Regions from separate parts of the Mus musculus genome. Here all the other regions are linked to region 6. Evidence: chromatin contacts called from public ChIA-PET, HiChIP or PLAC-seq and promoter capture Hi-C data. All regions are on one chromosome and are shown on one strand. Each heading gives the region's core, a stretch centred on a gene start, on an enhancer-like site or on the middle of the called end of the contact. The rest is flanking DNA. Distances are from core to core; before and after follow the strand shown. Region 1 overlaps Pigl (phosphatidylinositol glycan anchor biosynthesis, class L). Region 2 holds the start of 2410006H16Rik (RIKEN cDNA 2410006H16 gene). Region 3 holds the start of Ubb (ubiquitin B). Region 4 holds the start of Usp22 (ubiquitin specific peptidase 22). Region 5 holds the start of Natd1 (N-acetyltransferase domain containing 1). Region 6 holds the start of Ulk2 (unc-51 like kinase 2). Region 7 overlaps Pigl (phosphatidylinositol glycan anchor biosynthesis, class L).

Region 1 (4,029 bases), core at 1,048-3,547, 640 kb after region 6:
GTATTCAATACTAAAACTTAACAAGTGAGGATTCTTTCCTTGTATCCTTTAAATTGTTTGTTTCTTTGTTGTTTGTTTTGGGGTCTTTTTGTTTTGTTTTGTTTTAATATATACATGGGTGTTTTGCCTGCATGTATGTCCGTGTACCACCTGTAAGCAGTTCCTGTGGAGGGCAGAAGAGGATGTGGGATCCCTTGGGACTAGAGTTATAAAGGGTTTTGAACCACCTTGTCAGTGCTTGGAATACACCTCTCTGGTCCTCTGAAAGAGCAGCCAATATTCTAAATCACTGACCCATCTCTCAGGCCAAGGTGGCTTCCTTTCTTCTCCCAGAGATACTTAGCAGCCTGTGCTATATGGGTTCAACCTAACAGAGAGTGGTTGGCTAGTGCACCCAGGGGCTGCTCTCATCCCCCTTCCTTAAAATTGAGTCTAAAGTTACTTGTAAGTTGGAGTCTCTTAGGACAAAGCATGGCCAGAAAAAACACTGTTTTATATACTGTGGAATAGCGTAGAGCAGATTGCAGCCTGTTCTCAACACCACACTAAACAACACACTGGCAAACTATGAAGTAAAATTTCCTATAAGAGTGCTGCAAGCTTTGTTGCAACAATATGAAGGATGTCTTTGAGAAGGAGAAGCACAGACTACTGATTTCTGTACAGCACTGTGATTCACAATGCCTCAGCAACCTCTGGGTACCTTTTACAAAATGCCAAAGAAAAAGTGGTGGCACATGCCTTTAATCCCAGGACTTGGGAGACAGAGACAGGTGGATCTCCAAGTATGAGGCCAGCCTGGTCTACAGGACTCCACAGGAGTTTGGGCATCTTTCATAAAGCACACAAGGGTCTCCAGTCTACAAGCAGCAGCAGTACTTACAGGTATGTAGAACAGACAGAAACAGGGCCCCAGTGTTCCAGGCTGAACTAACTACTAATTGGTACAACCCATGTATCCAGCAGGCCTTTTCTTCCTCTGTTTTTGGTTTTTGTTTTTTGTCTTTGTTTTTTTTGTTTTTTGTTTTTTTCTAGACAGGATTTCTCTGTGTAGACCAGGCTGGCCTTGAACTCAGAAATTCACCTGCCTCTGCCTCCTAAGTGCTGGGATTAAAGGCGTGGGCCACCGCGCCCAGCTCTTCCTCTGTTTTAGTGTCTTGGAAGAAGGTAAGTGGTCATAAACCCTCCTGCGTCAGCCTGTAGAAGCTTCAGCATACCTGCAAGGACAAGGCCCTGTGACCTGCGGACAGTATTAAGGAAATATTTCCTACAAGTACCTACACTTGTGATTTCCTGGCTCATTTTGCATCGAAGGCTAAAAGAAAAGGCCATTTTATGATTCCACTTGGGAGAGGGAAGCCCTGTGCAGAAAGGGGTCTGTTGGGACATTTAATCAAGGTGCTGACTGTTCCGCTCTCAGGGCATGTTCTTCCTTCTCCTCGTCCTTCTTTCCATTGTTTTATTTCCCCTCTAGGTTTGTCTCACTCTAGAGCCATGGTTCTCCACCTTCCTGATGCTGAGACCCTTTAATACAGTTCCTCATGTGTGGGGACCCCAACCAGAACATTATTTTGTTGCTATTTCAACTGTAACTTTGCCACTGTTATTTATCATGCAATGCTAAGAAACATGTATAACTAGCCATTAGAAATATGCAAATTAGTCAGGTGGTGGTAGCACACACTCTGATCATAGTGCTCAGGAGGCAGAGGCAGGCAGATTTTTTGTGAGTTCAAGGCTACCCTGGTCTACCGAGTGAGTTCTGGGACAGCCAAGGCTTCATAGAGAAACCCTGTCTCAAGAAAACAACAACAAAGAATCATAGATATCTGATATGCACAATATCTCATCTTCAACGCCAAAGGGGATGAGACCCACAAATTGAGAACCACTGCCCTTACTCCACAGAAGTTACTGAACCCTGCTTTCAACTGTTGGGTCCAACCTTTTAGCTTAGATCCATTTCCCTTGTCTTCCCTGGTCCTCCTGTGCTCCAGCAGGAACGCTGCAGGATGGCCTCAGCATGGGGAGACAGCCCCTGCCTCCCTAAATGAGCCCTTGGTGAGGACGGGCCAACTGCTGGGCTCCAACTAAGCTTCCAGGCCCTGGGCCTGCCAAAGCCGTTACACTGAACCCTACTGACCTTTACCCACTTTAGATGACAAAGGAAGTAATTAAGTTTAGAAATGTGCCTGAAGTGGGTGGAGGAGGGGCAGCAGATTCTGCCAGCACTGTGCTAAACAAGCCACAAGACCAAATAAGGGTGTCTGAACCACTTCCATCTGTATGAGAGTTCAGAGTGCAGTGTGCAAAAGTAGGACTTGGTTCTCAGGGAGCTAAGTCGTTACCTAACCCTGCTGGAGCTCTGCTGGAGCTCTGCAGCAGCACCGGTCCTGGTCGCTTCTGCAGAGGCTGTGTCTGAGAGAAGACAAAGCAAACCTCCTCTTGCTAGTGGAGCCCAGGGGCCTCCCTTCTCAGACGTACTGACTGGAGGAGTCTCCTGCACCACAGATTCTCCAGAGTGTTTGCATGGCACTGCTGAGGGACTGTAAAAGTACCAGTAAGGACGAGTCACTAGAATGTGTGAAGGTCAGAGTTTGAGGATATTTCACTATTAGAAAAGCAAGCGTCACAGGCTGAGGCGAGCTTGTTTACTGAACACAGCAGTCCCGGGTGGAGCCGGGAGCTGGGAGCATTTTCCTGTAGCACTAACACTGTTTGCTAAGTCCACCCTCTTCCCGCTCTCAAGGGCTTGTCAAACACAAGGCCTGGCCACAGTCTTCCTCTGCTCCCCTGGATGGTGGCCATCCTCCTCCTCCTCCTCCTCCTCTTCCTCCTCCTCCTCCTCCTCCTCCTCCTCCACCTCCACCTCCTTGTCCTCCTCAGAGGCCTGCGACACTCTCAGCTCCACCAGCTGCCGGTGCGCTTCAGCAACCACTGCCAGCTAGCTGCTCATGCCGCCAGCTCATCATACTGCCTCCTTGGCTTGGAATCCCTGACCTCTTGGCTCTCCTTTCCCTGGGAAATTCCTTCATCCTGCAAGATCCCAAACCTCAGCTCCACTCAGCCCTAAGCATAAAGAGTGACCTATATCCATGTTTGGCTATTGCCTTGGGTATGATACAGAAGTGTGTACTTGGTCCATGTTAGCTAAGTGAACACTGAATTTGTTCTGAGTCTTGCCCTGATGTTTTGGGGTCCCGGGCACCCTTATCTCCAGATACTCACTGTTGTCTGACAAGCCCATGGCTCAGGCTCAGTCTACCACCTGCTTTCTAGCTCAGGGCTTCTATGACATCTCAGTCCTGGGGCACCCAAGTAAGCTCACCTTGAAGTCTGAAGAGCTAACAGGCTACAACCTGCCCTCTGTGTGGAGGTACTGTACATACAGCTTTTTAGACACCCATGGGATCTAATAAGCCATGTATCAAATCAATAAAACCACCCTCCTTCCCAGCTTCCCTCCCTCTATGGCTCACTATCCCTCCCTCTGTGCCTTCCACAGTCCTTGTCTCCAGGTGACAGTGAGGTGGCTTCAGTGTAGGCTCTGCTTTCTGGGAAGCTGAGACTTGGTTATCTCAAGGCTCCAATCTATTGGGAGCTTGTCATTTGGAGGCCCTCCCACTTTATTGCCTTGTTGTGAAAATTCAATTTCTTTTCATATTCCTATTCCTCTTTCACATGAGTTATTCTTTATGTGACAAGCAAAGGTTTAGGGGCTGGGGGCTCTTTCTGGTGTACACACTAACATTCCACGTCTTGGGTGGATCCTCACTTTCAAGTTCACAAGGATAGAGAAATCGCCCCCCTGGTGGTGAAGCTGTAGAACTGCTAGTCCTTTGGTAAGGGAGGTGAATGTAGGTTAGGTAATTCTTTTTTTTTTTCCCCTGAGACAGGGTTTCTCTGTGTAGCCCTGGCTCTCCTGGAACTCACTTTATAGACCAGGCTGGCCTCGAACTCAGAAATCCGCCTGCCTCTGCCTCCGGAGTGCTGGGATTAAAGGCATGCACCTCCGTCGCCCGGCATAGA
Region 2 (4,073 bases), core at 358-2,857, 750 kb after region 6:
ACAACAGAGTCCTCATCTTTACTGTAACTTGCCAATTGAGGTCCCCACCAAATGACTTTCCTTGTTCTGTAACAAGTTAGGCAATGGTGGTGGCACATGCCTGTAATCCCAGCACTCGAGAGGCAGAGGCAGGCAGATCTCCAGGTTCAAGATCAGCCTAGTCTACAGAGCAAGTTCCAGGACCGCCAGTGCTACACAGAAAACAGCACCTGTCTCGAAAACGGCACCAAACCAAAACCAACCAACCAACCAAGCAAACAAAAACCCAAGACACTTCCAATATAGAACATGGTATTTGGGGACCCATGAATCTTGTGTTCCTGGCCATGGTCAAGCATATTTGGCTCCAAGGGAAATTATCTTATTCCCTTTAAGAATGTTTTGGCCTGGACTTCCCTCCCTCCATCAAAATTCTGTTTATTCCTCAGACCACCAAGATTGCAGTCTCATGACCACCTGTCTAGTTCTGTCAAAATGAGTTGCCTCCTCAGCCTATTTGCATAAGAAGTGCATGCAAGCACTTATGTGTGTGTTGCTGGGTAGAACCCAGCATATCATATATACTAGCTCAACAGATTTTGCACTGAGGTGTTTTGAGACAGGATTTCATTCCGTAGGCCAGGCTGGTCTTGAACTCACAAGAACCCTACTCTAGTCTTCAGGTTCACATATCCCAGGCTGACCTCATAGCTGAAGATGACCTTGAACTTCTGATTCTGCTGCCTCCACATACCCAGAGCTTGGGAGTTTGTCACAATGTCCAGTTTATGAGGTGCTGGGGATGGAGCTCAGAACTTCATGTTTGCTAGGGAAACACTGCATCCCCAACCCTTGAGAAAATCAAACATACTCATATACTGAAGGCATAGCATTAGCAGTTTTCTATTACCTATGCCCGATGCAAGTCTCTCCAGTCAGAAGTGGAAAGAGCAGGGGGCAATGGAAATGGATCAAGAGCTCTTCTTGATTCTACAGTTCTCTAAGGAATGTGATGAGGGCCGTCTGCATAGGGCCTTGAGAGACTCCGTGGATATGTTGTAAAAATAATGGGGTGCAGAACGGCCCCAATCATTACACTTTTGTAACAGCGTTTGTCTTTGAACGCGGTTTCGTGTGTGTTAGCGTAGATGAGCCAGGCTCTCCACCACCCAGTTAGATTATATAGGCCCGCTTTTTTTTTTTTTTTTTTAAATTTAAAATAGAGACAGGGGCTCATTAAATTGCCCAGGCTGGACTCGAATTCTTGCGTCGGGTTCCTAATCGATTACGATTACAGGCCTGCACTGTCAGGTCTGACTACACATTTCACACACTACACACGTTCACAAAGGACTAATAAGTCAGGGAAGACAACGAGGACGGAAAACCGCGGAAAGGATGTCGAGTCCGCGCTTAACCCAACACGCAGGCGCGCTGGAGCTCGCGCGCTCTTCGCTACCCAGAATCCCCCGGGGCGGGGGAGACCACTCGCTCAACAGAACGGGGGAGGCCTGGGTCGCGAGGCGGGCCGCTGGAAGTTCCCGTGAGCCTTTGCCGCCCTCACCTCCCTGGGGTGAGGAGTGGTCTATTCCTAGCCCTTAAGAGGAGGGCGCTCACGCGCCGTCTTTCTCTGCGGCCATCATGGGATCGTGCTCTTCTCGCTCGTTGAGCTGGTCCCTTCGCCGTGGCCTGCTGGTGACGGTCTGGAGCGATGCTGAGCCCGGGCCCAGCCTCTCAGCTCCGCCTTGTGCGCTGCACAGATCTAGGGGAGCCTGGTAAGTCGAGGTCTGCATCGCGGGGCGCCGCGCGTGGGCGGGGTGTCGGCTGCAATGATGATGAAACTAGAAAAAAAAGGAAGTGCCGTCCGATGCGACAACTGACGACATCCCTAGTTAGCTGACTGCAGTCGTTTAAGCCTCGGCGACCCAGTGCTGAACACAAGTGTTCTAATTGCCCCTCATGACTCTTACTCTTCTAACCTTTCAGACGGGACGTTGACAACGTGGAATAGGAGCAGTATCATCCCACCATGAGGTAAGGGTTTCTGGAGTATCAGGTGGGGTTCATAGACAAGAGGCTGTGTAGCTTTCGCTCCAGGGACTCCCAACATACCCTGGCCCATGTGGGCACATACATAAATTTAAGACGTGTCTCCATTTAGTGGCTGGAACTACTAGTTGGAGGACAGCAGAAAGCTTGACTGCTGTGATGAGATGACTAAGTAGGAAGTGCCGTCAGAGTCGATAACTGACGATAACTGCTCCTGGCTGACTGCAGTCAAGCCCACACCGGTGGCTGGGGTTTAGGTTTAACTTGGGCTGGACTTTTAACAACTGCTGTACTTCTAGGTTGGGGATTTAAGAGTGGAAGATTGCCAACAGCTGTGGCCTCCCATGAGGTAAGCTTTCAGCTTGGGATTTTAGACCGTTTTGATTTGAGCTAGAGTGTTCATGTATGAGCATCAGTTTTGCCTGTACTCAATACTGGTTGTAGCTGATGGGGGTGGTTAAGTAAGGCAACAGTGCACAGCTCTTACTGTAGAGCCATTTTTTTTTTAAGATTTATCATATCTAAGTACGCTGTAGCTGTTTTCAGATGCACCAGAAGAGGGCATCAGATCTCATTACGGATGGTTGTGAGCCACCATGTGGTTGCTGGGATTTGAACTCCGGACCTTCCGAAGAGCAGTCGGTGCTCTTAACCACAGAGCCATCTCCAGCCCCCTATAGAGCCATTTTTGTGTGTGTTTGCTGTCTTGATGCTAGAAAAAAATGGCACCGGACTTAGGTGGTTGTGAGCCACAATTAGTGCTGGCAGTCAAACCTGGTCTTCTAAGAACTTAGACCTTCTAGTCCATTAACTTGGGTCTTAAAATTTTCAGTTAATGTGGTCTTACAATTGAACCCAGTTGGGCTGGTTTGGCTAGTTGTAAATGTATTTTAGTAATTTGAAAAATACTTCCCTTTTAGGTCTAGGATGTGTTAAGAACTGTAGCTTTCTTGAGAAGAGGCAGGCAGAGTTCAGGCCAGCCTCGTCTACAGTAGTGAGCCAGGGCTACAAAGAAATCCAAAAGAGAAAAGCCAGGGTGGGAGGGCAGCCATTGATTTTGCAAGGCTGTTATATATAATGTCCTGTTTTCTGCAATCCATTTTAGGGTGTCCCCTTTCAAGTTCTCAGAACGGACGCAGGACTGCAGATCTGTGCTGGCAGCAGCAGAGGTGAGTTGGTCTGTACAGTGACTATCTGTTATTACTCTGAGAGATATCAAATGATGATATCACCTAAAATAGCTGGAATTACCGGCAGATTGGTAGTGGTGAGCCTATGGTTTTCTGAAGATATCATTAAATGTTCTAAATGCCATTGATCCAGGCAGGAGTGATTCTGAAATTCAGCTCTTTTGCAGGCTATATTCCCAGAGGAGTCTCCAGCCGGCCTGAAAGCAAATATCCTAAGTGACATGTCTGCCAATTTTGTTCTGGGTGGGCACATTTGGTAATCCTGTCTGTACCACAGGATCTTCTATGCCTTTTAAAAATAAACATTTGTTTATAAACCAGATTGCCAGTGTTTTGGATGAATTAAGTTGTGTGTACAGCTAACCATCAAAGCACTCTAATAAAGCACAGTCCGTATTGGTCCTTGAAAACATGTATTAGAGTAGAGTGTCAGGTGTTAGGCAGTCCAGCTTCAGCACTGTAAACTTCTGGGCAGTCTCAGCTGTTTGCACAGCTGGACTTGGGCAAAGATTCCAAAGCATTTAAGGCACCCACACTCAATCCCTGTTCTTGGCTGCAGTGCCATGCAAAGACGCCATCTTGTTTGCTTACCTGGCCTGTAAGGCTGTTCTTCCCCATAACCCCATGAGTTCAGACTTTGACCACTTAATTCAGAACAGTTCTCTTGGGCTTGAGTTGGGGACTAGGAGTGTTTAAGGGTGTTAGGAACACCCAGTTTTCCCTCTTTGCTAAGTAGGACTGGTTCTAGAGGTGAGTTTTTGAAAAGCCAATACAGGGACTAGATTATGGGAGGACCTGGTAGAAAAAGTTGTGCTGGTTGGTGGATAAGGGAGCTAGGCCCTATATAGATAAGAT
Region 3 (4,028 bases), core at 793-3,292, 700 kb after region 6:
TATTTTTGTGTTTGAGGCAGGATGTATTCCTGGCTATCCTCGAGCTCAGAGATCCCCTTCCTCTGCCTCCCTAGTTCTGGATTAAAGGCATGTGTCACTGTGTCACTGCTGTCCAGTCAATACATATTTCTCACACGCATTTAGTTTCCACACTCTGGAGGCAGGAGGCAGAGGCAGGGGGGATCTCTGAGATGGGAGGCCAGCCTGGTCTACAGAGCAATACACATACACACACACACAGGTGTATTCATGTGTTTTAGGGCCTAAAGATGACACAATTTTTTTTTCTATTGTGAACAAAAATGGAAAACAGTTCCTTTTTAATTGGAGAAACATTGTTGAACTAACTCAATAAACTTCTAATCTCAAAATTTATACTGTCTTTTTTTTTTTTTAAATCTGTTTATAGAGGGCTGGAGCAGTTAAGAGCACTAGCTGCTCGATTCCCAAGCAGCCACACAAGTACTCAGCAGTCTGTATAGTTCTAGGGTATCTGGTACCCTCCTGAGCTCCTCAGGTACCAGATACACAGGTACTATATAGACATACATACAAGGAAAACACTCAGATATAAAATACTTTTTAAAAAAATCTGTTTACATCATGCTGGGCACGATGGTCCGTGTCTTTAATTCCAACACTCGGAAGACAGAACCAAGAGAATCTCTTGTGAGCTCTTGATTTACATAGTCATCCCAGGCCAACCAGGGCTACAGAGTGATGGCCAGTCTCCAAGGGGTGGGGCTAGGGGTGAACACAGCACAAGCAACAAAAACTATGCTACGGAAAAAAAAATCTATCTTGTCCAGATGCCATTCTTTTGAAATATTATTACTGGGTTGAAGTCACCAAACGATCTACTTTGAAAACAAAACAAACTAGGAAGCAATAACCCGTCTGGCAATTGCTGGAACTTACCCCAATGAAGTCATCGCATCAATCATAAGATCAGCACTCTGGCTGAGTCTGTGCCTCAAAATGTCTGACTCAGACATACTCTGCTTGTTGAAACAAGGTCCGACTCATGCTTCCTAATAAAAATAAAATACTATGCAAAGGAGACATTTTCTGAATTTCAATTCACTTCAAATAAAATTCTACCTGCTCTTTATTCTAGAAAGCAGACTTTGGGCTGGGGAATCAAACTGGAGCTTTTGGTTCATGCTAGGCAAACCAGCTATGTTCCTAACGTTTCCTTCAGTAATATGGTAATAACTCGTAAACCTTTACAGAGTGAAGTTTAATCTGTTAGCGTAGCTAGACTTCTTACTGTACGGAAGCCGGTAGCCTATGCAAACAAAACTGTTTACATGGCCATCCTCGTGACTCCGCATGACAAAGCAATCCGAGCAGTTCTGCTCCTTCCTTGTTGATCTCGATGAGGGAAAAGCAACCACACCCAAAACCTCAGAACCTAGTCCTGAGGTTGAGGTTCTAGGATTAACGGGCCCCTTCCCTTCCTTTGCACAATAGACATCCCAATGGGAGAGGTGGGTGAACCCCGGGTACTGAGTCTAATAGGCATTTCTCCTCTTTCCTTCCTTTGTTTGTAGATTGCTGGGGAGGGAGAGAATCTGTAAGTCCGGCCGGGCTCTGGGCTGGGTCTCTGGCTAAATCCTCAGCTTCCAGCCCGGCAGCCACCCCACTCCCACCCACATCTGGGCCCGTGGGCGGCTAAGCCACAAGACAAAACAACTAAAAACACTGGCTACGGAAGCATCAATGCTCATACTGGAGGGGGCCTGGGCGAAGCTAGAGTCCAGCCAGGGGGAGCAGGGTGAGGTCGCAATTCACCCTGTGGCGTAAAGCCGCCGAGCGATGGGTGCGAGAGAACCACGGGGAACTCGGGACGCGGGGTTCCGGACGCGGGAAGAGAAGACGCCCCTCCCCCACCTCAAGCAGGAAACATCAGTATTTCGCTAAGGCGAGCGCCCGCACATGCGCACTCGGTTACTTAGCAACGTCGACGTTAAACTGCCCGAGAACCGAGCCCAGCAACAATCGAGCGGCCCGCGACCTCCACCAATCAGCGTCGGCCTCATCTTTGACTCCTCACCAATCAGCGCTGGCGCCGCAAGGAGGTTTCCAGAGCTTTCGAGGGAGGGCCCTTTAACTTGGATTCATCCGCGTGATGATTTTTTCAATTTTTTGCACGAGAGGAGACGAGACGCCGGGAATACAGTGTCTCTCGTTTGGTAGTACTCTTTTCTTTGGTTCTGAAGAATCGGGAGCTCGGCAAAAACGCCTAATTGGTCTGGGGGAGGTGGGGGCCCGCGGAACTACTTTCGGTGGCGCAGGAAGACAACAGCTACGTAGGAGTGAGCAGTCACGCAACAGACGCTGCATAAATAGCGGCTCGCGCGGCCACTGAGCTCAGTGACGAGAGGCTTTGTCCGGTTCGGCGGTCTTTCTGTGAGGGTGTTTCGACGCGCTGGGCGGTTTGTGCTTTCATCACATTTGTTAACAGGTATTTGTCTACGGCGTTTGAATCATGGGAGGATTTAGAGAGGGGGCTTACGTGGTGCTAAGCGGGCCTTTTTTTTCTTGGGGTGGGGGAGGGGAGCGAGGTGACGTGACGCGGCAACGGGCCTTCCGGGAAGAGTGGGCCTTGGTCGCGTGCGCGGAGCGGGGGCGGCCCTGGCGCGCGCGCCAGGGAGCTTAACGGACGCTTAACCGATGGAGAGTCCATCGTGGTTATTTCAGTGGGGGGAGGCAGAAAAGAGGTACTTCTCACTCGGGCATTGTTTATTACTTGAATTTTTATCGATGGCTTCTGGTCTGGATATTTTTTATTTTCAATTTATCATGTCTATTGTTAGCGAACTTGGATGCCCCGCAGTTGATGAATGTTCCAAATGCCAGTTTAGTGTTTTGGAAAGGTTTAGCAGTTTGAAACCATGACAAAACAGGTTTTATGTTATGACAAAAAGGGGAGGAGTTTTGAGTAGAAGTATTTTGTAGGGAATCGAAGATTTTAGTAGGCTTTTAAATTTTTACCTTTTAAATTCAAGGTCAAAATGCAGATCTTCGTGAAGACCCTGACCGGCAAGACCATCACCCTAGAGGTGGAGCCCAGTGACACCATCGAGAACGTGAAGGCCAAGATCCAGGATAAAGAGGGCATCCCCCCTGACCAGCAGAGGCTGATCTTTGCCGGCAAGCAGCTGGAAGATGGCCGCACCCTCTCTGATTACAACATCCAGAAGGAGTCAACCCTGCACCTGGTCCTTCGCCTGAGAGGTGGCATGCAGATCTTCGTGAAGACCCTGACCGGCAAGACCATCACCCTGGAGGTGGAGCCCAGTGACACCATCGAGAACGTGAAGGCCAAGATCCAGGATAAAGAGGGCATCCCCCCTGACCAGCAGAGGCTGATCTTTGCCGGCAAGCAGCTGGAAGATGGCCGCACCCTCTCTGATTACAACATCCAGAAAGAGTCAACCCTGCACCTGGTCCTCCGTCTGAGGGGTGGCATGCAGATCTTCGTGAAGACCCTGACTGGCAAGACCATCACCCTGGAGGTGGAGCCCAGTGACACCATCGAGAACGTGAAGGCCAAGATCCAGGATAAAGAGGGCATCCCCCCTGACCAGCAGAGGCTGATCTTTGCCGGCAAGCAGCTGGAAGATGGCCGCACCCTCTCTGATTACAACATCCAGAAGGAGTCAACCCTGCACCTGGTCCTTCGCCTGAGAGGTGGCATGCAGATCTTCGTGAAGACCCTGACCGGCAAGACCATCACCTTGGAGGTGGAGCCCAGTGACACCATCGAGAATGTGAAGGCCAAGATCCAGGATAAAGAGGGCATCCCCCCTGACCAGCAGAGGCTGATCTTTGCCGGCAAGCAGCTAGAAGATGGCCGCACTCTCTCTGATTACAACATCCAGAAAGAGTCGACCCTGCACCTGGTCCTCCGTCTGAGGGGTGGCTATTAATTATTCGGTCTGCATTCCCAGTGGGCAGTGATGGCATTACTCTGCACTCTAGCCACTTGCCCCAATTTAAGTTTAGAAATTACAAGTTTCAAT
Region 4 (3,943 bases), core at 1,381-3,880, 680 kb before region 6:
CATTATGACATTTTATTACATTATCACTGTACCTTGTTCAACTCACCTCCAATACTACCCTCTCCTTCCCCTCCCTCTCCCCAGATGTCCCCCTTTCTGCATCGCTGTGCTTGTTTAGAGACCTCTGGGTCTATACCTCAGAGTGTGGTGGCTCAGTGACCAGGTCTTTGAGAACTCTCCACTGGTTCACAGAAGGCTGCAGCAGTCTGCATCCCCACTGCAATTGTGCATAAGGCTTCTCCATGCATTTGCTCTCCTTTCTCTTCAGGGTACCTAGTTTGCCTGGGGTAAGATGGAATTTCAGCACAGTTTTAACCAGCCTTGCTCTGGTGGTTGAAGAGGAATACCTTTCCAGATATTTACTGGTCATTTGTATTCTTTGTTTTTTTCTTTTTCTTCTTCTTCTTCTTTCACCACCATGCAAGGCCAAACTTTTTTTTTCTTTTTTTTTTATGACTCACTGACTTGTAAAATGAAAACATTCTAAGTCGGAGAGAACTTCAGGAGTGAAGTTCTGTTCACAACCTTAAGTTTGGGCACCTTCAGAGCATAGCTATCTGCCTTCATTTCCTAATTTAGTCCACCAAAACAACACAATTTCTGAGTGTTGTCCTGGTGTCCCAACTCTTGGCTGTGAAGATCACTTAACAAAGAACTTGTAGCACGGTGGAGATTTAAACATTGAGCTGAGCAGCCCTAATTAAAAAGGAAACTTTTCATTTCCTTGTGTAGTGCTATACAAAACTAAGAGTCTGGGGAGATGAAGAAAGCAAAACAAGGAAAGAGAAAGGGGAAGATTCCTCCATTTAATCCCAATGTAAAAATGACTTTATAGCACATCTCAATCCAAGAAGCAACAGAATGGATCAGTGACCGTTTACTGCTGTGATCCTAGTTCTCACGAGGCTGAGACAGGAAGACTGGGTGGTTAAGTCTGGACCACAGAGAAAGGCTCCTGTCTCAAAATACAAAGTAAGACAACTCTAGTAATTTTTTTATCATATGCTTCTATTACCAAAACTCTTGCTCCAATCCTAAAAGACTCTTACAGAACATAAGCCTTTAACGCCCTCAAAGACTTATATTATGGCCACGATTGATTTAAAAAGGGGGAATTTAGGCCGGGGTGGGAGTGGGGGGGGGTGTGGTTTGCATTCACCTTTAATCCCATCGTTCTGGAAGCAGAGGCCTGTGGATCTGTGTGAGTTAGAGGCCAGCTATCTACAAATCGAGTTTAAGAACTGCCAAAGGCAGCCGGGCGTGGTGGCGCACGCCTTTAATCCCAGCACTCGGGAGGCAGAGGTAGGCGGATTTCTGAGTTCGAAGCCAGCCAGGGCTACACAGAGAAACCCTGTCTCGAAAAACCAAAAAGAAAAGAAAAAAGAAAAAAGAAAAGAACGCCAAGGGCTATAGAGAGAAGTCCTGCCTCGAGAAACTAAAGAGGGAGAGTTTGATGCTTAACATGAAACACCCAGCAGATTTGTCAGTTCTCCCGTTATAAAATGCTACTCAAGATAGAAACAATCAAAATTTTCTATTCCACTTTTCACCTTCAAAATCAAATTGTAATTATGAAGTTTTTTTTAAATTAGAAAATAATGTTTTCCCATCTCCAAATCACTAATAAAATCATCATAGTTGCTGAGATTTACAGGACCCAAAACAACAAAATAGCCACTCTCGAAGGCTGCGGTTGTCAATCACCTCCTACGTCCTAAAAATCTCGCTTCTCAACTCGAGTGCGCGGAGGCCCTGCCAGCCTCAGGTGTCCGCGAAGGGTCTCAGCCCCGGGAACGAGCTGTTATCCACGGAACTACCCTGCAGACCCCAGGCCCCCACCACTACCTTTACAGACAAATACTCCTCAATGGAATGTCCAGACAGATCTTCCTCCTCCTACTCAGATACCCCTCCCCCTCCCATCGTGGGTTCCACCGCCACACTCCCAACAGCGTCCACTAGGTGGTCCCTGGACCCCTCCCAGCACCGTGATGCTTCCTCTAGCCCCCTCCCTGCACCACGACGCTTCCTCTAGCCCCCTCCCCACGTTGCGAGGTTCTCCTTAGTCCCCCTTCCTGCACCGGGATGCTTCCTCTAGCCCCTTCCCTGCACCGCGAGGCTTCGCCTTGCCCATTCCTCGGCCCCACCCCCTCACGGCAAGGCTTCCCCTCACGCCCTCCCCGCAAGGCCAGGCTCCCTCCCCACGACTACCAGGCTTCCCCTCTCCCTCTCCCACCTACACTCCCCGCTTCCCAGCCCGCAGAGCGGCGCAAGCCTTGGGCTCACCTTGCGCTTGCGAGCCTCGGCAGTTCCGCTCCACACGAAGCACTGGTAGATGGCCCGCAGGTTTTGCTTCCAGTTGTCCACCTTGAAGCTGCCCAGGTGCGAGCAGCCAGGCGGCGGTACCGCCAGCTCAGCGTCCATGGCCTCGACCTCAGGCTCCGGCCTGGCCACCATGGCGGGCAAGGCCCGGGCGCGCGGGGCAGGCGGCGACGGGGGCGAGGACGACGCCAGGGCGGCGAGAACAAAGCTGGGGGACAAAGACCGCGTTGAGAACTCAGGCAGGCTACAGCAGCACCCACCGCACGCGCAGCACCCTCTGACTTCGAGGAGGGCGGGGCGAGGCTGGGCGGGACAGGGCGGAGCTGTCCGCGGGAAAGGATAACGTCACCCAGGCCGGCGGCCTTAGTGCGCAGGCTCCGCTGCTCTAGACCCCGCCTATCAGCCCTCCTCTCGCCCGCTGGCTCCAGAGAAAAGCCGAAGGCCTCGGGTTGGGTCAACAGGGTCCCGCCCTCGCGTCACACCATTGGTGGTTTGCCGGTCTAAGACACGGTCTGCGCCTATTATAGGCTTTCGAACCGCCTCCGGAGACGCCAGCGATTTGACGTTTCGAGTCTCTCCTTGGAAGGCGGGGCGTGCTGAGGATTGGGTAAAACTGAGTGTCAGTCAGGCCACTGAACCGGTTTGCACCGGCCTGAGCTCTGCCGCAAAGAGGCGGGGCGACGGAGGGGTGGGGCAGGGTAGGGCCTGCGTCTGCGAGTTCTCTGAAAGGAGGGTTTCTAGGTTCTGTTTGTTGGTCCTTGGAGTTCCTAGTGTGGGCGTTTCTGCAGAGACTGCCATCTTGGCGACTGTGTTGGGTACCGCAATGCCACAGCTGGAGATTGGGCGTGGCAAGAATACAGATCTTCCCTTCCCTAGGATATTATTCAGCGTTATCCTATTGAACTAGAATGCCAACTGGTATACGAATTTTTTTAGTGGCTACATTTTGTACAATATTTTGCACCAAGAAAGATAAAATTAATTTTAACAAGCAGTCAAATAAAGACAGAATATCAAGTCAAATTTTTACATTGGCTTTGAAATATCGTGTTATACAGGTTTGGTATAGCAATTCAATTTGTACTAGCCACATTACACTCTATTATTAAGTAGGAACAGTATAGAGCTATGATGCATTTAGCTCTCCTATCTGAGGGTTACACAGATGTGCAGCAAACCAACTCAGAAGAGAAAATATTGATCTTCTGCCCTACAAATTGTATATACCGAGTAAATAGACACCTCTCTCCTGTTATACCTTAAACAGGATAACAGCTAGGTGTCAAACTCAGGCAGACAGGTACCCATGATGTGGAGCAGTGAAATAATTCTCCAAGACAGAAAAGGCAGAAGAAGTAGAGAGTTCATCGGTGTACTGCAGTAACAGCAGCTAGCAGACAAGACAGCCGAGAAAAATTGCCGACAGGCATTTTGATGTCATGGTTCCGAGGAGCAATTGCAGTTGTGGCTTGTCCAATGAGTACCAGCTTGGTCTTAGAGCAGTGATGGTCGTATTCAGGCTTAGATATGGCTTAGCATGCTATCTTAGTTGGCATTTGAGTATCACCCAGAGAGGAGTTACAGCATAGAGAAGGGGGTGGGTGGGGGTTGGTGTGTCTGT
Region 5 (3,624 bases), core at 143-2,642, 940 kb before region 6:
AAAGAAAGAGAGAGAAGCCTAAGGCTTCTGCCTTTCTCTTTATGGATCTGATGTGCCTCCACAGTCCCCAGGAACTAAAAGCCTCACTGGAACTAAGAAAACTTCAGAAAAGAGGATCTGAAGAAAAAAGAAACAAAAAACAAACAAACCCTCAGATAAGGCCTCTCAAGGGATCAGGGCCAAGTGTCACAGTCAGCTGAGCTACCATCAGCATGACAGCAGGACTTGTTTCTCTACGGAAAGAATAGGGCAAGGGGCAGCTGGGCCCTGATTTGAATATGCCTCTGGTCTTGTTAAAGCTGGGCAGGTCCCATTTCCTGCACTCCCAGCCTCAGTTTACTCATCTGTAAGTGGGGCGGTATGTCACAACACAGGAAGTGATAGCTGCCCCCACGGTGGTTAGGTGGCACAAACGGGAGACCTGGCCTCCAAGTGCAGGTCACAGAAGGTTGGCTCAGGAAGTCAGGATAGGCTGCGTATGCTTGACTGCTTACAACCTACCTACTGGCCGACCACACTCAAGTGGTGCATCCTTCCAATCAAAATAATATGGGCAGTGGCTAAGTCGGGTCTCCCCAGAGGGCCCAGCTGGGAGGAGTGGGCTACAGAGAGCTCAAGGTCCCATATTCCACAATCTTTTCCAGCCCTAGAATCAATGGGAGGAGTGTCGGTCTGCTGGTACAAACGCTACAGATGAGGCTTTGACTTCTCTATCTGTTGAAAAGTAGCCATTTATCTATGTTTATCAGCACTTGCTGTGCACCAAATGTGTCATTCTGAACTTTTACTGCCACAGCATCTCATCCAAAGCGGTTTGCACTCCAGCTATCCCCATTGCAGATTCCGGGAGACCGATGCACACATTGACTAGACAAACTGGCCAAAGTCTCAGAATCACCTACCCGCCTCCTCCTCCAGGCCACATATTCCCTAGGTTATGCCCCAGGCCCCTGCAGGCTCCTCCACGGCGGCAGGAAGCAACCGAACACCCGGGGGGTGGGGGTGGCAGGCCACCAGTGACCTGCTCTCTGGGACCCAGGGTGGCAGCCCTCCGTCCGCGATGTCGGAGGCCGGCTGCGCTAGCAGGTGCGGGCTGCCCGGGCAGACGCGCTCCGGCGGTGCCAGTCGGGGGGTTCGGGAGCCCTCCCGCCCCGGGATCCATCTGTCCGTCCGCCCGCAGGTCCCGCCCCGTCCCGCCCGCGCGCGCGCAAACAAAGGCAGCTCGGTACCGTTGAGGCGCACGGAGAACTGGCGGCGTTGGCGGTCGTGCTCCACGCGGATGGGGCCGCCCTGCTCCAGTGCGCTCGGCGGGGTAGCGTGCGCCATCGCGCGCGCCGACACTGGGGACCGCGGGCCGCAGCGAACTGACTCTTCGGCGGCGCGGGCCGGAGAAGGGGGCGGGGCCGGAAATCAGCTGTGAGTCACGTGCGCTGCGCGCACTGTCTGTTTGGATACATTCCTGGCGTCTCTTAAAGAGACCGCGCTGCCCGTTTCGCTCGCGGCTTCAACAATGATGTGCTGGTCCATCCAGGGCGCCGATTGTCCTCCCGAATGCCCCAGAATGACTTTTAGGACCCACACGGACCCATATGCAAAACACGCAATGACCTATGGGGTAATTTAGATCCTCCCCGCGACAGCCATTTAATATTAGGCATTAGCCTCACTGCAAGCCTGAGGCAATAGATAACGTCAAATGCAAGGTGTTGACAGGCAAACCTACTCTCTGCTGGAATCGTGCGGGCTGGAGCTATGCAGCCCACCCACTCGGGCAGCTGTAGCTGATATTGAGAGATTACCCCTAGGCATGTTTGGGACTGGGTGAAAAGCCACCCCTCCCAAAGAAAGCCAGAAATATGAGGTCCCTAGGGAGCTAGCTACCCAGGAGCCAGTGTTTCTCTAGAAGTACAGTATTAGGAAAGCTTGCCGACCATGGATGTTCACAGAATCATATTCTGTTAATTACCGTGCAAATTTGATGTCCACATCTATGAGACCACCACACAGACATTAAAGTTTGAGTACCTCAGTGGAATGCTTGAAGGCTGTAACTTCAAACCTGTACAAAATGTGTGTCTGTGTGCGTGGCGGGGGCTGGGGGTGGGGGAGAGGCGGGGGACAGACCAACAAGGAAGCATTTTACAGCTAAATGGAGATCTCCGTGGGCTCCCTTCCAATTGATTTCTTCCTTTTGAAGTAGCTATGCTCCCTGACTTTTAGCGCTATTGACTAAACAGCTTTTCCTAAGAACATCCTATTTCTTAAGAACTACACAGTATTTACCTTTTCGTATCTGGTTTCTTCGCTTCCACCTGTCATCAGCTGTGTTGTTGCTGCTATCATGTTCACCAGTGTGTCAGAGATTTCCCAGGAAGCAGGTACCAGTTTTCCATCACGTGTTAATGGGTTGTTGTGTTGTTTTGGTTTGGAGCTGCTATGAGTAACAGGCTGTGGATGTCGTCTGGCCAGCATTCCCTTAGGGTAGCTCTCAGGAATATACTGCCGAGTTTTATAGCCAGTGGATATTTTGTTTTGTGAAAAACTGCAAGATCCTTTTCCAAGTGTACGACCTCACATTGCCACAGAGAGTTCTGTAAGTTGCAGTGGGCATTTTGTCATTAGTGGCAGTGACTGACTCTTGAACCTTTGCCCAGGCTGCCAGGCCATTTAGTCCCCATTTAATGAACACTTTCCTCTGTAACCCCCCCCCCCAATCTTTTATTTGCCTTCTTCCAATCATTTTTATTGCTTGGTTGGGGGGTCAGACATACTACTGAGAGAATCTTTTCTGAGCAAATAATTTCCTTTTAACAAGTGGGTGTTGTGTCACAGCGTTTGTAAACAGAAGGCAGTGCGGAGGTGTGTCATTATATGCAAAGTGACTGAAAGGGATCCAGCCATCATAGAGGGCCTGGAGCCTGGTTGGCAGAGTCAGAGCTGGAGGCAATTGTGAACAAGGAAGATTAAAACCTGTGAGTCTCAGGTGACGTCACTTCCAAAGAATGTAAGTGGAGATGGTCAAAATATGTTCCTGGACAGTGTCTGAACAGGCCACTCATCTGCAGGCTGCTGGGCCTTTGGATGACTACTGCCCAAGCACCACTTCCTGGGGAAGTCCTCCTGTGCATTTATGTCTACAGACGTGGCATCTGACCAGCCAGTCTAGACCAGGGGAGAGTCTGATCTGATAAGCCTCCAATAGGGCCTGGCACAGTGGTTGTCTACCTATGGGTTGTGACCCTCGAACCAGCCTTTCACAGTGGTTGTCTAAGACCATTGGAGAATGGCTATTTACATTAATTAATAACAGTAACAAAATTACAGTTATGAAGTAGCCATGAGAATAATTTTATGGTTGGGGGAGGGGGTCACCAGAACATGAGGAACTGTATTAAGGGTCGAAGCCTTAGGAAGGTGGAGATCCACTGGCTAAGCACAGTCCAGATTCTTTTCTTTGACTCTTTCTTCTTTGCTTCTGTCTCTTTCCTTGCTGGGGTCTGTAAGCTCTACAGAAATTCTTTCTGGGAGCCAGCGATGGTGCTGGTCTGTAATCCTAGAACTTGGGAGGTAAAGAAGGTAGGAGCTCAAGGCATTTCTCAGCTACATCGTCAGCTTGAGCTCTAT
Region 6 (3,988 bases), core at 614-3,113:
TAACTCAGACTGTGATAGGTATTCTAAAATAGCATACCTTTAAGATTTTTATTTCCTTTCCAAGCAGAATTTGTGATTTTGACAAGTTCTTTTTATTAATACTTTTAATAGCCACCTCCCAATCAGTTTTCTAAAAAGGAAAAAAACAGTGTTATGCCTGAAAATTATAACATAGAAACAACTCAATAATAAAAGCTGTAAATTTATTTTTAGCCACTCAATGTATATGTGGTAGTGGGGAAACATGGCAAAGACCTCAAATCTCAAACTAAAAAACTGATTTCATAAACAACACAATACATAGCAATGTCCTACAGCACTAGTCATTAAAAGTTGTAAATACAAAGACCATATAGGATCAGTTGAAAAAAGTTTACAGTCACATAGGAGTTATGGATAAATAAACTTGGGAAGTGATAGAGTTTAATGAAGTTATCCTGGCTGGATTACACTGCTCTTATTTTTTTTCCTTGACTTTTAAGTTATTTCATAATGAATAAGACATAGACGACAGTACCTTTTTAATAGGCACTCTTGAAACAAACAGAATAACCAAAGCTTTTTTTTTTTTTTTTAATTACTTCCAGTCTCAATGTGCCTTCTCAAATTCTTTAGATTCTATAACCTCGTGTGACCTATTTGCGAAACAGTGGCTTGGAAAAAACAAAGAAACAACAAAAAAAAAAACCCAAACAACTGAGGTTTGAACTTGCATCTACGTTGTATTATTAGGTTAGGGTCCAACTACCTTTGTCACTTATTTCCTCTAACTCAAAAAGGGGAGGGATACTACAAAGCTCCCCCAGACACAGAGGAACGTGATAGTCTGAGAAAGCTTCAGACTAACGGGAAACGCGCCCGTTTTCCGCTGGGTGTGCAATTATCCACGGTAAAGGTGACAAGCTCCGGAAAGCCCGGGGCAGGGAGAAGGGACAAAGGTCCACCGACCCATAGTATGGACAAGCACATTACACTGTGCAAACACTGGAGTCCTAGTCGCTTCGGGACCAGTGGCTTCTCTGAGCAGCAAGTCCCCGGGCGCACCTCGGTTACCCAGCACACTGTCAGGGAAGAACATCAGTGGCTCTGCGCCCGTCGGTAGGTGGAGCTCAGCCTAGCGGCTCTGGCCTCCAAAACAAACCCTGCGACAGTGACAGCAAGCACAAAGGCAGGCAGGCCCGGGGAGCCCTGCCCAGCGGCCAGGACCGGGGCGCTGGCTCCCCAGTTTCGCACCAGACAACGGGCCGGCGGCGCTCACCTGGCGGTGCCGCCCCCGGAAGACCACAGCGAAGGCCCCGTGTCCCACGAGGTCCCGCTTGCAGTACTCGAAGTCGCCCACCACCTCCATGGCCGCGCCCCCGGGACATAGAGCGCTAGGGTGGGCAGGCGTGGCGGAGAACCGGGATCAGCACCGCGGGCCCGAGGGCCCCAAGCACGCCCGCGGGCGGCGGGACAGGGGCAGCCACGGCCCCGGGCCCGGATGGACACTCATGCCGAGAGGCCGGAGCGGAAACGGGACGGGCCGCCGCGCGGAGCCGGGGTCAGCGAGGCCTGGGCCCGGTCGCTTCTCATGGCCCGGGCCGCCGTCGGCCGCGGGGCTCTAGCCAAGCGGCCTGGGCACTGCCCGGCCGAGGGCACCGCCGCCGTCACTGGGCGTACCCGGAGCTACCCGCGCGCCTGACAGCGGTGCAGGGCCGGGGCCGCGCCATCCCCGCAGGTGCGGCTGCCTCCGCTTGTTGCGCCCGCGGCGCTGCTGTGTAGCGGCCGCCGCCCTGGAACCCGCACAGCCGCGGTGGCGGCTTCTGCCTGCTTCGCGGGAGCGCCCAACGCACGCGCGCGCGCCGGCCGCTCCGCGCCGACTACCGGCCCTGTGCGACGTCAGCGCGTCTTGTAGGACGATGCGCCCCAGTCCTGCTCCCTCCGCCGAGAAAAGGAGTGCGCACCCCGGGACGCGGCGCCAGGCACCGGGGCGAGTCTGCAGTCACTGGAGCGAGTTGGCGAGCAGGGGTGTGGGGAGGAGGCCGCGGCTGCTTAGGAACGGGCGGCGGGCTCGGCTCCGCTCGGCTCGGCGCCCGCGGCTAGCTAGAGCCCGCCACGCCCTGACCTGAAGCCACCCTCTAAGAGGCGGATCTTGAACTCCGGCCCCGGGAGTCGCTGAGGCGGTGCAGACACTGGAGACAAAAACTCCGGGAGCTGCCTTTCAAATCCAGACCGCAAACTGCTAGACAACCCACCTAAGGGATAGGGTCTGACTGGAACCTGCGCCTTCTGGGGGTCTCTAGACTTCTGAGGGAGGCTCAGAACCTCCTTTCTAAGGAGGCGCTTCATCACACCAGTCAACTACCAGTTTGCCTCGGGCTTTTTTTTTTCCTCGGATTGTTTAGGTGAAAAATGATAGTCAACTTTTGCTCAAGAAAGCATTACAAAGCCATGGTAAACAATATGTGTGACCCCATACCTAAGTGTGTGTTCAGGTTTGGGGATGTTGCTGTCAATTTCATCGCCTGCCCCTGAAACAACTCCTCTCACCTCTCTCACTTCTCTCACCTCTCCCTCTCTGTCTCTGTCTCTCTCTCCTCTCTTCTTCCTCCTCCTCCCCTCCCCCCTCTGATTTTACTTTTATGTGTATGGGTGTTTTGCCTGCATATATGTGCACCACGAGTGCACCTAGTGCCTGCAGAGGCCAGACCAGGGTGTCGATCTGAAACTGCAATTACAGATAGCTATGAGCCACAATGTAGGTACTAGGAATCAAACCTGAGTCCTCTGGAAGACTAGCCAGTGCTCTTAACCACTGAGCCGTATCTCCAGCCAGCCCTCTGGAACTCATCTTGACAAACAGGTAGAAGCCCTAAAAACCTTCAGCTTTGAGACAGGTCAGGAATCTGAAAGCAATGTCTCTAGTCCATTTTCTTTTCCTAAAAAAAGAATACCACAGACTCAGTAAGTCCATTTTCCATTGCTAGAACAAAATGCCCCAGGCTTGGCACCTTATAAAGAAATGAGATTTATGCAGCTCACAGTTTTGGAGGCTGACACCCCAAACAGCAAAGCACCAGCTCTGACAAGGAGCTCATGAAAAAAGGCTTCACAAGGGACTATGGGACAGAAAGAGATCACAGGGCAAAGAAACCAGAGACTGAGAAGGGACCAGTGTTACGACTGTATAACAACTCACTTTTGAAAGAACCCGTATCACAGTCTCTCAATTCAACTTACTTCTTGCCACACGGAGGACCAAGCATCCACCACAGGAAACTTTGAGGAACACATTCAAACCATCCAAACCATAGCAGTAAAGTAAAAATTGTTTTCTTAAGCACAGAAAAATCTTGTCTTGAAATACCAAACAAACAAACAAACAAACAAACACCAAACACTAGAAAACAAAAAGTTTTTAAAAGATGTATTTATTATTATATCTAAGTACACTGTAACTGTCTTCAGACCCACCAGAAGAGGGTGTCAGATCTCATTATGGATGGTTGTAAACCACCATGTGTTTGCTGGGATTTGAACTCAGGACCTCTGGAAGAACAGTCAGTGAGTGCTCTTAACTGCTGAGCCATCTTTCCAGCCCCCCCCCTTTTTTTCTTTTTTTAGTTCTAGTCCACAGAAGTGGCACAAAGCATCCTAAGATGAGATCCAGGAAGTAGTGAGGGGGCCTAGGCCAGCTGGAATATTTTTTTTCTCTCCTAGATGTAGAGGATCAGACCCAGGGCCTCACACACGCTAAGCAAGTGCTCTACCACTGAGCTTTAGCTCCAACACCTACCCACCTTTTAAAAGACAAGTATTTAATGTGTGTGTACTTTTGCTCCCTTATGTGGAGGTCAGAGGGTAACTTGCAGGAGTCAGGTTTTTCCCTCCATCATGTGGGACCTTCCTTTGGAACTTAGGTAGCCTTGGTGACATGGCAAGCACCTTTATCCTATCTAGTGAGCCATCTCACAGGCCCTCCCTCGCTTCTTTTATAGCAGACCTACCC
Region 7 (3,861 bases), core at 449-2,948, 620 kb after region 6:
GCAGGTAAACACCAGTAACCAAGCCTGACACCTGAGTTTAGATCGCCAAGATCTAAATGGTGGAAGGAAATAACCAGCTCCCAAAAGTTTTCTTCAATACTCTGAATGCATGCTGCGACATGCATTCGTGCATGCATGACATGTGCGCGCACACATACACACACAAATATAAGTTTTTAAAGAGAATATTGCTGTCTTGCTGGTTATTTACTTACTCGGAGTGTTTGTTGTTTTGTTTTGCTTTGGTTTTGCTACTGAGCTACATCCCCAGCTGAGTTAGACCTGGGAAAGGTGATTTTCTTTTGTGTCGGTGCGGTAGGTGTGTGCTTGTTTGTTTTTGTGTTGCTACAAGGTCTCATCTAACCGGGGCTAGCCTCAAACTCACTGTGTAGCTGAAGATAACCCTAAGCTTCTTATCCTTCTGTCTTTACCTCCCAAGTCCTGGGTATTAACCCCAGGGAGTCATGCTTGCTAGCTAAGAACTCTAACCAACTGTGCCAGACTTGTAAGTGTAAAACCGGAAGGTTTGATTAAACGATGGAAAGCTATAAAAGAAATGGTAGTTGAAGAGGAGATCATTTCAGAGATCAAAGTGAGATTCTACAGTGACAAACATTACCTGTGAACCTTAAAGATTCAGGGGTAGGAAAACAAAATGCTAGCATCATTCCCGTGTCAGAAGTGTAGAATGGATGTGGCCAACTACAGGTCAGGCACCTTGAACTTAGGACTGGAAACACTTTATACCTTCACCTCAGTGAGCAGACACTGTTCTCATTCAGGCTCCGTGTTCCATCTAGGACACATATGCCTATGGTCATGAGAAAAAGACAGCTCCTTGGTGTGTTGGGCTTTGTTAATGACCACCTATGAGTTACAGGTCAAAGAAACTAACAACATTAGTATTTCTGTGAATAAAAATACAAATATAGTCCAACCTTTTGGAAATAGTGAAAAACGACACCACTTACAAGTATGGCCTGATTTAGATGTGTACTTGGGGGGGTCCCCCTTAAAAGATCCTTTACTATTGTTTCAGGGGCTGGAGAAATGGTTCAACGACTAAGAACATTTGCTTTTCTTTCAAAGGACCTGAGTTCTATTCTGGACCTGTGTCAGGTGACCGAAAACTACTGTAACTCCAGTTCATTGAAATCTAACACCCTCTTCAGGCATGGATTCACATGTATAAATACACACACACACACATACACACACACACACACACACATATTTTAAAAAAAAATTTTAGTAATGTTCTACCAAATTTAAAGGTATAATTTATATTTCATAATAACTCATAATTAGATTTTTTTAAAGAATTTTTTTAAGTTGTATTTATTTATTTTATGAGTACACTGTAGCTGTCTTCAGACACACCAGAAGAGGGCATCCAATCCCATTACAGATGGTTGTGAGCCACCATGTGGTTGCTGGGAATTGAACTCAGGACCTCTGGAAGAACAGTCAGTGCTCTTAACCTCTGAGCCATCTCTCCAGCCCCAATTTTTTTTAAGTTTTATCACATTTAATAATGTAGTGCATGTATGAATGTATGCATTATGTATGTGTGTATGTATGTATGTGTATGGATATATGTGTGTGTATGGATGTATGTATATGTATGGGCCTGTGCATGCCATATGGACTCAGTTCTCTCCTTCCACCCTAAGTCTTGGTGACTAAACTCAGATCATCTGGCTGGTCATTGAATCCTTTTATCTGCTGAGCTGTATCACATGACCCCTGGAAGAGTTTTATAGAGTGAAACTCTGGTTTTTGTTTTTAAGGTTTCTTTCATTTGTGTCATAAATATCTATAAGATTTACTACTTTGAACTTTGTTTGTTTGTTTATTTGTTTGTTTTTCAAGACAGGGTTTTTCTGTATAGCCCTGGTTGTCCTGGAACTCACTCTGTAGACCAGGCTGGCCTCGAACTCAGAAATCCACCTGCCTCTGCCTCCCGAGTGCTCGGATTAAAGGCATGCGCCACCATGCCTGGCTTATTTTGAACATTCTTAAGGTACCTTCTCAAGATTATGTAACCATCACTCAGATTTCATCACTCCAGAGAGAAACCCTGTAACCCATTAAGCAATAACCCCCCATCCCTTCCTTCCTCTAGCTCTGTGACTAAGATTCTACTTTGTTTCCGTGGCTTTGCTTGTTTAGGTGCCTCATATAAATAGAACCATGCGGTCAGTGTTATTTTATATATGGCTTTTATTACCTTAATATTTTTAAGCTCATCAATATTGACAGTAGAATGTTTCAGAACTTTGTTTTGTTAGAATCAGTATCTCACTATCTATAGCAGACTGGCCTCAAACTCTTACATGACCCAGGATGGCCTCACATTCACAATCCTCCTGTCTTAGCTCCCAGAGTACCAGGATTATGGCCTATGCCACCATACCCATCTACTTTCTTCCCATTTTGTGGGCAAGGCAGGAGTGATGGTACTGGAGATTGAACCCAGGGCCTTACATATGCTAGGCAAGCCCTCTACCACTGAGCCATATCCCAGCCCCACTTGGTTTGTTTTTGTAGCTGAGTAATGTTTTTGTTCTGTGTATGTGTCATTGTTTTCCTTGGTCCTCTGTTGATGCTGCAGTTGGCTTTAATCTACCCTGACTGCTGTGACCAAGGACTCGATAAATTTAAGACATAGAAGTACCTATTGGCATACCAGTGTCTAATTCTTCTAAGGATGTTCTTGTGAAGGTAACTGTTGAGTCACATTGTGATAGTGTTTAAATTTCTGAGTAGGCTAGGCATGGTGGTACATGACTTTAATCCCAGCAGAGGCAGGTGGACCTAGCCTGGTCTTCATAGCAAGTTCTAGGCCAGCCAGGGCTACATAGTGAGACCCTGTCTCAAAAACCCAGTAAGTAAGTAAGTAAATAAATAAATAAATAAATAAACAGATAAATAAATTTGATAGTTGGCACATAACAGCTGTACCATTCTGTGTTCCCACCAACAAAGTGCTGTGGTCCCCACTTGTTCAACATCCTCATCAACGCTCACAGCTTTACATTTTGGAATTCCACCCATCCTAGTTGGTATGAAGCAATATTCTATTTTGGGCTTGATTTGCATTTTCCTAATAACTAGTGCTGGACGGCTGAGAATGAGTAGTCATCTTTGCTGCATTCAATATGTTGGTCACGTCACTATTTCCTGTTAATCCTCCAATAGTATATGTGGAAGTCTTTATTGAATTGTTATTGTCTTAAGTAGTCAGTGTAACTCCATTATTCCAGGACAGTGCGTCGACAGAACTGTATCCCCTCATTTTGTAGGGATAGAAATTTGGACCTTTTTCATCTAAATACATTTTAAAATTAATTGATCATAATAAGTTTCAGGCCAGCCAAACAAAAATAAAAGGCAGAAAGAGCAAACCCTGCTTAATTGAGTGCTTTAATGTATGTTAAGTAACCTTCCAGGAAACTGTGTGAATTAGTCATTATCCCCACACTACAAGTCAAAGAGCTTTGGTCAAGAAAGTTAAACACAAACCATACATGCAACTACTGCCAGGAAATTATAATTAAGAAGTACATGAAGTAGGTAATGCTCAAAATGAGTGCATTTTACATGACACCAAAACTTCATTGTATTATTATTTGTAAGGCTACAGAAGAGAATTATTCATAGGGGCTGTGGTAAATATATTGGGAAAGTAAAGACTATCTATAAACTTTCTTCTGATATTGATGGGGATTAAACTTTTAAAAAGAGGGTGTGCCAGGTGTAGTGGAACAAGCCTTTAATCCCAGCACTCAGAAGTCAGAAGAAAGAGGATCTCTATCAGCTTGGTCTACATAGTTCTAGGACAGCCAGAGCTATATAATA

The links. Promoter capture Hi-C pulls out the DNA fragments that hold promoters and counts their contacts. ChIA-PET counts read pairs in DNA pulled down with a chosen protein or histone mark. HiChIP or PLAC-seq counts read pairs in DNA pulled down with a chosen protein or histone mark.
Region 1: a promoter capture Hi-C map of liver shows a contact between it and region 6, with 3 times the contacts expected there. The contact joins the enhancer-like site here to the promoter of Ulk2 in region 6. A contact is called at or near these places in 4 of 39 promoter capture datasets (the C10 cell line, hippocampal neurons and liver) and 4 of 115 datasets of contacts at active chromatin or transcription factors (astrocytes, bone marrow-derived macrophages, cardiomyocytes and 1 more).
Region 2: a promoter capture Hi-C map of pre-B cells shows a contact between it and region 6, with 2.8 times the contacts expected there. The contact joins the promoter of 2410006H16Rik here to the promoter of Ulk2 in region 6. A contact is called at or near these places in 8 of 39 promoter capture datasets (the HPC-7 cell line, the SN4741 cell line, cranial neural crest and 4 more) and 5 of 115 datasets of contacts at active chromatin or transcription factors (astrocytes, bone marrow-derived macrophages, embryonic forebrain and 2 more).
Region 3: an RNA polymerase II ChIA-PET map of memory CD8 T cells shows a contact between it and region 6, with 67 read pairs. The contact joins the promoter of Ubb here to the promoter of Ulk2 in region 6. A contact is called at or near these places in 2 of 39 promoter capture datasets (liver and pre-B cells), 10 of 115 datasets of contacts at active chromatin or transcription factors (the 230-238 cell line, astrocytes, bone marrow-derived macrophages and 7 more) and 2 of 9 other capture datasets (adipose tissue and macrophages).
Region 4: a contact with region 6 is called in an RNA polymerase II ChIA-PET map of memory CD8 T cells, with 7 read pairs. The contact joins the promoter of Usp22 here to the promoter of Ulk2 in region 6. A contact is called at or near these places in 4 of 115 datasets of contacts at active chromatin or transcription factors (embryonic forebrain, embryonic stem cells, large pre-B cells and 1 more).
Region 5: a contact with region 6 is called in a promoter capture Hi-C map of hematopoietic stem and progenitor cells, with 2.6 times the contacts expected there. The contact joins the promoter of Natd1 here to the promoter of Ulk2 in region 6. A contact is called at or near these places in 3 of 39 promoter capture datasets (cranial neural crest, hematopoietic stem and progenitor cells and liver).
Region 7: a contact with region 6 is called in an H3K4me3 HiChIP or PLAC-seq map of bone marrow-derived macrophages, with 3 times the contacts expected there. The contact joins the enhancer-like site here to the promoter of Ulk2 in region 6. A contact is called at or near these places in 4 of 39 promoter capture datasets (cranial neural crest, hippocampal neurons, liver and 1 more), 2 of 115 datasets of contacts at active chromatin or transcription factors (bone marrow-derived macrophages and memory CD8 T cells) and 1 of 9 other capture datasets (adipose tissue).

The regions. Positions count from the first base shown.
Region 1 is chr11:62,492,719-62,496,747 of GRCm38.p6, forward strand. The region is part of intron 2 of Pigl (phosphatidylinositol glycan anchor biosynthesis, class L); the gene reads left to right. Among named protein-coding and RNA genes, the nearest start is that of Pigl, 36 kb to the left of the region's middle. Within about 2 kb of position 2,298, at least 274 of the 459 cell types and tissues checked have an H3K27ac peak or open chromatin away from gene starts, as enhancers often do. A contact at or near this core is called in astrocytes, bone marrow-derived macrophages, cardiomyocytes and 2 more, where this site is marked.
Region 2 is chr11:62,601,270-62,605,342 of GRCm38.p6, forward strand. 2410006H16Rik (RIKEN cDNA 2410006H16 gene) reads left to right here and starts at 1,608. Exons shown (of 5, transcript NR_030738.1): 1 at 1,608-1,754; 2 at 1,966-2,013; 3 at 2,328-2,377; 4 at 3,134-3,197; 5 at 3,386-3,537. It overlaps Snord49b (small nucleolar RNA, C/D box 49B), which reads left to right and starts at 1,817; the gene lies at 1,817-1,879. It overlaps Snord49a (small nucleolar RNA, C/D box 49A), which reads left to right and starts at 2,191; the gene lies at 2,191-2,252. It overlaps Lrrc75a (leucine rich repeat containing 75A), which reads right to left. Exons shown (of 4, transcript NM_198861.1): 4 at 3,615-4,073. It also overlaps Snord65.
Region 3 is chr11:62,549,129-62,553,156 of GRCm38.p6, forward strand. Ubb (ubiquitin B) reads left to right here and starts at 2,043. Exons shown (of 2, transcript NM_011664.4): 1 at 2,043-2,467; 2 at 3,012-4,028. The coding sequence starts at 3,018. The coding sequence ends at 3,935.
Region 4 is chr11:61,172,429-61,176,371 of GRCm38.p6, forward strand. It overlaps Usp22 (ubiquitin specific peptidase 22), which reads right to left and starts at 2,631. Exons shown (of 13, transcript NM_001004143.4): 1 at 2,287-2,631. The coding sequence starts at 2,457.
Region 5 is chr11:60,912,400-60,916,023 of GRCm38.p6, forward strand. Natd1 (N-acetyltransferase domain containing 1) reads right to left here and starts at 1,393. Exons shown (of 3, transcript NM_025294.5): 1 at 1,230-1,393. The coding sequence starts at 1,326. It overlaps Gm39830 (a long non-coding RNA gene), which reads left to right and starts at 3,534. Exons shown (of 2, transcript XR_879908.2): 1 at 3,534-3,624.
Region 6 is chr11:61,853,229-61,857,216 of GRCm38.p6, forward strand. Ulk2 (unc-51 like kinase 2) reads right to left here and starts at 1,864. Exons shown (of 27, transcript NM_013881.4): 1 at 1,259-1,864; 2 at 38-130. The coding sequence starts at 1,348.
Region 7 is chr11:62,468,568-62,472,428 of GRCm38.p6, forward strand. The region is part of intron 1 of Pigl (phosphatidylinositol glycan anchor biosynthesis, class L); the gene reads left to right. Among named protein-coding and RNA genes, the nearest start is that of Pigl, 12 kb to the left of the region's middle. Within about 2 kb of position 1,699, at least 27 of the 459 cell types and tissues checked have an H3K27ac peak or open chromatin away from gene starts, as enhancers often do. A contact at or near this core is called in adipose tissue and bone marrow-derived macrophages, where this site is marked.